2 separate regions of the Mus musculus genome follow, and region 2 is linked to region 1. A link is a contact called in public HiChIP or PLAC-seq data. All regions are on one chromosome and are shown on one strand. Each heading gives the region's core, a stretch centred on a gene start, on an enhancer-like site or on the middle of the called end of the contact. The rest is flanking DNA. Distances are from core to core; before and after follow the strand shown. Region 1 holds the start of Pgm5 (phosphoglucomutase 5). Region 2 overlaps Pgm5 (phosphoglucomutase 5).

What was found. HiChIP or PLAC-seq counts read pairs in DNA pulled down with a chosen protein or histone mark.
Region 2: a contact with region 1 is called in an H3K27ac HiChIP or PLAC-seq map of heart atrium, with 5 read pairs. The contact joins the enhancer-like site here to the promoter of Pgm5 in region 1. A contact is called at or near these places in 8 of 39 promoter capture datasets (the HPC-7 cell line, cranial neural crest, embryonic stem cells and 5 more), 4 of 15 datasets of contacts at CTCF or cohesin (the NIH/3T3 cell line, large pre-B cells and pro-B cells), 6 of 484 Hi-C or Micro-C datasets (the AML12 cell line, the HL-1 cell line, embryonic stem cells and 1 more), 7 of 115 datasets of contacts at active chromatin or transcription factors (bone marrow-derived macrophages, cardiomyocytes, craniofacial prominence and 3 more) and 5 of 9 other capture datasets (adipose tissue, embryonic tail, liver and 2 more).

What each region holds. Positions count from the first base shown.
Region 1 is chr19:24,859,850-24,863,641 of GRCm38.p6, forward strand. It overlaps Pgm5 (phosphoglucomutase 5), which reads right to left and starts at 1,993. Exons shown (of 11, transcript NM_175013.2): 1 at 1,680-1,993. The coding sequence starts at 1,940.
Region 2 is chr19:24,752,365-24,756,156 of GRCm38.p6, forward strand. The region is part of intron 6 of Pgm5 (phosphoglucomutase 5); the gene reads right to left. Among named protein-coding and RNA genes, the nearest start is that of Gm38581, 47 kb to the left of the region's middle. Within about 2 kb of position 1,922, at least 10 of the 459 cell types and tissues checked have an H3K27ac peak or open chromatin away from gene starts, as enhancers often do. A contact at or near this core is called in heart atrium and uterus, where this site is marked.

The DNA.
Region 1 (3,792 bases), core at 743-3,242:
CATTATTTTCTAGTCCTGCCAAGCTACTTTTTTTCTAGAGCCAACCATCTGACTATTCACTCCAGAACAGGTCTCCCGGAAGGTGAGAAAAAAAATGAAAAGGAGACTGGTCCAAGCCATTGCTTGAGATGAATATCAACAGTCATCTTCAATAACTATTCTGACCCACAATAAATACTGGGCAGGCTACATTCCTCTCACCGCCTGGCAAACTGGAGTGTGGAGGAGGGTGAGCGGTGTTACAGCGCTCCCAGGGCTCATTATCCTCCATCATGCCCAGGAATAGTTTTGTCAGACAAGAGGGAAAGAGTATTTGTCAATCTCTCACCAACAGAACTCCAGCCAACATTCATCAATCCCAGGTGAAGAGCCAGAGATAAATACCAGCCTGGAATCTGCTCTAAAACTCCAGGGACCATTTCCCGTGATTGCTTTTGGGGTCTTAAAAAACAAAGTAACAATAACAAAAAACTCACAAAACACCTTTTCCTCCATGCCATTCCTAAAACGCTGAGAAGAGAAAAATCACAGTAGGGAACATGAAGCATAGACGGCCCTAATGAAGAAACACTAAGGAGAAATGAAAACAGAGAGAGAGGGGTGGAATGGCCAGAATCCACAGGACAGGTAATTATCTGCTTTCACTTTTAAAGATGGACATCGGCAAGAGATTGCACTCAGGTAAAGTTTCATGGGTGTGGATCTGATCGCGTTCACCAGGCTCAAATGACTTTTGGAAACTTCCTACAGATAATTCAGAGACCCACCCCCCCCTAAAGTTTGCTAGTCACAAGTTTGGGTAACTAGATTTGGGGCTAAGCAGGGGTGGGGAGAGCAGGATGGATTTACCATTTAAGGGGGTGCTTCTGTCTGTAGGGTAGGGAAGAGGGAGCAGACAGAAAGAAACTCAAAGTCTAAGAATCAAGGTTGCAGAAAAAAACTGCAGAGGTCTTAGAAGGGAGAGAGAATGAGGATGCAGATGGGAAGGAAGAGGACCGGCTGGTCAATGCTGAAGGCATCTTGGAGGGGCGATAGGAATTGCGTTAAGAATGCTGCTGCGAGTCTCACTTACATCCTTTAGAGACCTCCTGGGAACTGAGAGCCAAGGTTGCAAAGCCCCCAAAATCATCCAAACCATTCCTGTCCCAATCAAAGTCACCACTAAAGGACCACTGGGCTAGAGTGAAGTGTTGGGGCCCAGTCTTGACAAATAGCACATGGTTCAATACTGGAGTGTGCCCACGCAGATAATTGTTAAAATTTGGCAGCTATGATTTGGAGAGAGAGGATTACGGCAATAATAATAATAATAATAATAATAATAATAATAATAATAATAATAATAAATAGAATAAAAGAATACCGGAGTGAGATTATATTGGCAGACTCGAAAAAAGTCTGTGTAGGGAGGTGGGCAATAAATCGCTTGGAGGAATACGGGACACCCAAGGCTGTGATGGAGTGGAAAATGGATGCAGAACGAATACAGCAGAAAGTACAACAGGTGCCGGAGAAGCCTAAGTTTCCAGCCCAGGGGCTTTGAGAAGAGCAGCTCCTCTAAGGCCAGTGTCCCACTGTGCCTAGTGGCTGCCAGTGCGCCCGGGTGGGAAGCTGGAAAGAGCACAGGGAGGTGACCAGGGTGTGGAGACCCCGCAAACCGGGGCGTGAGAGTCACTCACCCCATTGGCCGCAGCCATCTGCACCACGATCTCAGTAGCCGTCCTGCTGAAGTACCTGCCGTCGCTGCCCACCACCATGGTGCAACCCTGACGGTCGCGCAGGTCGATGGACGACAGCACACTCTGGATGAAGTTGGGCAGGTAGTTGCGCTGGCCCTCGAAGAGCCCTGTGGGCCGTCGCAGCCCGCCGCCACCGGTCGGCCGCTGGTCCTCATAGGGCGCCGTGGGCACCGTCAGCACTGGGATGGGGCTCCCCTCCATGGCGCCGCTGGCCGGTCCTGCCGCGGCTGCGGGAGCCTCGGGGATCTGCCGCCCTCCCGGGCCCCCGCGGTCTGGCCTTGCTCCCGGCTCCGCCTTGCGCCCTCCCCGCCCCTCTCCACCCTCCCGTCGCTACTCTCGGATTGTCCCCCTCAACGTCCCAGAGTGGAGTCTGCCTCCACCTTCAGATAGTTTTCTGCAGCCCAGCTCTTTTCCAGAGGATCGCCCAGCTGTCCTCAATTCCTTTCCCCAGCTCGCCTGACTTTGGGAGTGTCTCAAAGCCAAGCTCTAGGACCAGCTCCTGTGTCCCCAGCCACACCACACTCTTGAGTCCAGTGCCCCGACTCAGCCTTCCAGCTCCTCCAGAGGCCCACTCTCCACTAGAAGACAGCCTGGCACTGGAGTCTGAGCTAGCCAGGGGCCTAGCCCACAGCCCTCTCTCCCCACACCCTGAGTCTGCTTAGCTCAAGTGCAAGTTTCTCTCCCTAGTAAGGACAGAGAGGGAGGTGGGAGGGGGCTAAAACCTTTTGCCATCAGAGAACAGCCCTAGCCAAAAATAACCCTGGAAAGGAGAGCTGAGAATTGTTAGGCTCTGCCAGAGGTGAAACTGAAGGCTGGGCAGTGAGTGTGTGTGTGAGTGTGTGTGTGTGTGTGTGTGTGTGTGTGTGTGTGTACACTCAGCAGGAACATTTGTTGTGCAGAATCATACCCTGTCGGCCCCTTTAGTCCACAGGACCTACCCCAGCATCTACATTTGTAGCATCTCTCCAGGTGGGAGTTTTGTTTTGTTTTGTTTTGTTTTGTTTTGTTTTCATTGTTGTTGTAACTGCAACAAACACATACTTTCTTATTCTTTTCCTGCTTGTCCTTCCTACACATCTGCTTAGAAATCGGCTTCCCTCACACTGCATCTGTCCACGCTACCGAACTCTGGATAAAATACTTTCGGTAGGCGATTAAAACGCACTTAATGTCCACCAGGAATGAATGAACGAAGCCAACTGAAACAAAGGTGAGGTGCCACCTACTGTGCTTGGCCCCCTTGCCTGAAGCCTTTCTTTCTGATCCTCCTCAAATCCAAAACCAGGAAAATCTTCATATAGAGAGGAGTGAAAAGGGAGGGAATTAAAGGGGGGGGTGGGGACTGAGCTCGGCACACGGCTGTGAACCCAACCATCTACAGTGTGTGGAGAGACAGAGGACAAAGCAGAGAAAGCTTCGCAGGAGGTGTGGGACTAGAGTAATTCCCAAGATTCAATGCAATGGGAAAGGAGGGAAAGGGAGGCAGGCCAGCTTCATAAGCACCAAGGCTGGCACGTCCTTCATCCCCCGTCCTAGGTGGGCAGAGATAAGAACCCAGTCCTAGTCTCCAGGCTGGATGCTCCTGTGCTGAGCTCAGCTTCTTTACAAGGTGAGTCAAGAGAAATGGGGTGCTCTCTGACCTAGGGATGCCTCTCTGCCTTCTCTGAGTCACTAGCACCACCCCGAAGTCTTGGTGTGAAACAGGAGCACCTGTGTTGCCTTTCTTCTTCAGTATCTCCTTGCTGCTGAGACAGCACCAACCACCATCTTTACACCAAGCATACGCCAAACTCAGCAAGACCTGTGTTTCCCCAGTGAGATCCTGGGATAAAGCAACTGTTGAAAGCCGTCATCCCCATTCCATTCTTATAGGACCATAGAGCACGTTCGTGCATTGAAGACCTTGGAGGCTCTGCGGTAAAGAGCCTGCTTCAACTTCACTCTGGCATTCCAACTCTTATTTAACCTTGGGGTCCTTATCTGAGACACCAATGAACACAGATCAAAGAGTGTTCCACAGGTTGCTTTATGTCTCAGGGCCACGTCCAATGAC
Region 2 (3,792 bases), core at 672-3,171, 110 kb before region 1:
CCTCTGTCTCTCTTTTTGATTTCTCATGAGGTGATCGGTTTCTGAACCATGTGCTCTCACTAATGTAGACTACATCACTATAGTCCCAAAGGCAACATGGTCCAGTAACTAAGGAATGAAGCCTCTAAAACCAGAACAAACCTGTCTTCACTCTAAGTTGACTGCCATAGGTATTTTGTTATAGTAGTAGAAACCTGAATGGCATAGTGTTGATTGTGGATGCAACTTTAATCTTCACGGTAGAAAGGAACAAACTTCCTATGAAGAGATTTCTTTTAGAACCAGGCCCCAGGCAATGATTCTAAAAGAAATTTGCTCATAGGAAGTTTGTTGGTGTGGTGTTACCCAGTAGAGTGTACCCCAGATTTGATGAGACTGATCATTTACCATTTACAATAACGGGAACAATATAAGTAAATGTCCTAGGGGAATGGACAGATAACTTATGATTTTGAGATAGCTGATGTTAGTTGTCAACTTGGTTGGATTAAGAGACAACAAGATGATTAAGGAAGCACGCCCTTGGGCAGGGTATGAAGGTGTCTCCAGAGGAGGAGGTCACACTGGTCATGATGTAATACTGAAATGCACTGATGGATTCATATTTTGAGTAGACCGTTTAGAGGCAGGAGAACTGTGCAATATGAATCCTGGATGGAGGAAGAAGGTCACGTGACTCAAGCTTTTGGGAGCCACATGGTTAGTCTGCTCCCTGGCCATCACCGCAGCCACTATCACATATTCCTGCTGTCACGATACTCTGCTTCACCCTAGGCCCAAAACAGTGTCTCTAGCCAACTTGAACTGAAACTTTTAAAACTTTGACCTAAAGTAAATATTTTCTTATTCCAAGTTACTGTCTCAGGAATTTAGTCATGATAATGAATAGCTTACTAATGTGAGTATAGAAATGCCATTAAACAAACCATTGTGTTATCTAACACCCTGAATGCATCTCGCCAACATATACAGAAAATGAAGCCCCGAACAAAGGAACCTGTGTCACTGTTATGTATCACTAAGATGCTCATTCAACTCAAAGGGTCCAGCTTATCTCCCTTTCATTTTAAGAAAAAAATATATAATCACATTTCCATCCTGAGAGGAACAATGGAAGAATCTCTCCACAAACCTTAGAACAAAGGGCTGCTGATTTCATGGTCAAAAGCTCAAAGGAGGAGAAATAAATCACACAGAAGCCTAAAGGAGCCCATTAAAAAAACAGGGGTCACCATGAACCTAACAAATGTAAACACGCCAGAGTGCCAAAGAGAATGTACAACACGGGGAAGAGCTGAGGGTGAGAGGGAAGAGAGCAGGTAACAAGGAAAGGACACATGATCTTTGTTCAAATTACTCTTGCAGGTTCAGAGCCAAGTTGGCAGGACTGAAGGGAGGGGAAAGGATTTCCCCAGTTCCCACCCTTTCCAATTAATCACTGTTGCAGGGTGGGGGCTGGGGGGAGCCAGGCTGGGGCTGCCGCTGGACTGTAAAGAACCAGATACTTTTGTAACTATGAGCCGCCCCAGTTGCAGCTATTCAAGCTGAGACAAGATGGGTAATTAAATTCCAGGACCCTGAGCATAAATTGATTATGTCTTGGGGTCAGAAAGGAATTCCCGTCTCTACCCCCTACCCTGAACTTGGGACTCGTCCCAAGCATAGCACTCAACAGACAGCATGCCTTCGACCTGTTGGCAGGAAGCCCCTGGAGTCTACAAGCCCTTATCCCAAAAGCCGAACCTGAAGCTGCTCGTGAATGCCTCTCCCTGACCGCTGCCCCCATATGCTGAGAGCAAACTCTGCCTAAGGAAGCTAAGAGTAAGAAAACTGTCGAGGCTCCAAGTCTTCTACCAGGGAGAATGAGCCCTGGTAGCTAATAGAACATGCTGCATTAAGTCTCCTCAGCCAGGGTATGCAGATTTCCAAGAAAGTGGCTTCCAGATGGACACAGTCTCTGCCTCACAGCTTCTCCCACGCCCCTCCTTGTACTCTGTGCTCCTAAAAACCGAGCTCTTCTTCTCTATTCTCCAAAGACGCTCCTGCCATTTGCCATTGTTGTACAGTGCTTAATCTGTGTCGTTAATTTAACTCAGATTAACTGTCTGTTTCCAATCTCTGTCAAAATCTCTCATAAGTGATCTGTCATCTCAAAGTCTGTCTGGGTACATTTTGTCACACTAAAATAGAATGCAGACTGGGCGATTTATAGAGAACAGAAAGTTGTTTCTTGAGGCTCTGGAAGGTGGGGAAGACCCTCCAAGAGTGCAGTGCCTACATTTGGCCTAATGAGGAACTTCTTGCTAGGTCCTCACAAAGCAAAATATGGGAGAGCTATCTTGCCACCTGCTCATGAAACATGTTTCAAAAGGGTTGTAAATTCATTAACAAGGAAGGAGCCGTGCTGGGCCCCATCATTTCTTCCAAGCCTTGCTTCTTTATCCTCTCACCTCTCAACACCTGGGCTCTGGAGGGGATTTGTTTTCAACATGACTTTAGGAAGGGATCAAAGCTTTTCGAGCACACCCAGCTGATTTTATAATCCAGCTGCAAGAAAGTTGTAACAGATTTAAAGGTGACAAGATCTGGGTCCCTTTACCTAAATCCAAATATTACCTTTCTTAACCAAAGGGAAGCATATTCTATGTTCTGAGTTCTGAATTCTTGGCCCTCTTTTCAAAGCCCTCATCTTCAAGGTTTAGAAGGTTTAGAAAATCCATATTTTGAATTTCTACGAGTCATTTTTAAAAATTAAAAGTCCCCAAAGAAAAGGAAAAACAAAATGTAAAAGGCACACACTTTACACAGGGATGATATTCAAAGGACCCAATTAGCATATAAAAACCACTTGGAATGGCATACGAAAACCATAGTGAACTATTATTACCCACAATCCTAGAGGAGAAGGAGGGAACTGCCAGTGTTGGAGATGATATGGACAGCTCATCATGGAGGGGTGCGGACTCATACTGACCACAGCCCGACACAGTACAGTGTAGGACCATACAGTGCCGTACCATAAGACAGCAAAACTGAGTGAACCTCCACAATATAGAACAACGGAAGTAGTGAGTGGTAACATGGAGTAAAAGAAGCCAGACAAAGGAATAATGCCGTGTCCCACTTAGACACAATGTAAAATGGGCAAAATCAATCACTGGTGGCAGAAATCAGGGTGTTGATCATCTGGGGGGGGGTTGCTGAAGGACAGTGGTGAAACAGGCACGAGGAAGCTGGTTTCTTCACACCAGTGGTTGCTGTGTGGGGGCTCATTATATGAAAATCCCTTAGACTACATACATTTACTTCCCGAGCTGTTTTGTTTTGTTTTTTTTTACATGCACCTTATATTTACATTTGAAGTCCATTTTAAAGCTAGGCATGGTTGCACGGCACTCAGGAGACTGAAGTAAGGAGGGTCAGAAATTTGAAGCCAGCCTGCCTGACTTCAAAGAGTCAGACCCTATGGCGGGGGTGACTATTTAACTATTTTTAAAAGTTAATTTGTATGAAAAAAAAATCCCTCTGGAGTATTTAAGATTAAATGCATGTTTGAATCAGCAACATTTTCCTATTCAAGCAAGCAAGCCTCCTGCACACTGTTAATATCCAGGTAGGCATGTAGCATAGCCTCCAAGTTAGTTCTTTGGTATCATTACATGGATGTATTCACCCCAAGAGCCCTTTGATGTCTGGCTCTGCTGTCTGGCTCTGCTGTCTGGTAAAAGGCTTATATGAAATTGTACTTTAAAATCCTTTTTAAAGGAAGCCTTCCCAAATCGTAAATGTGAA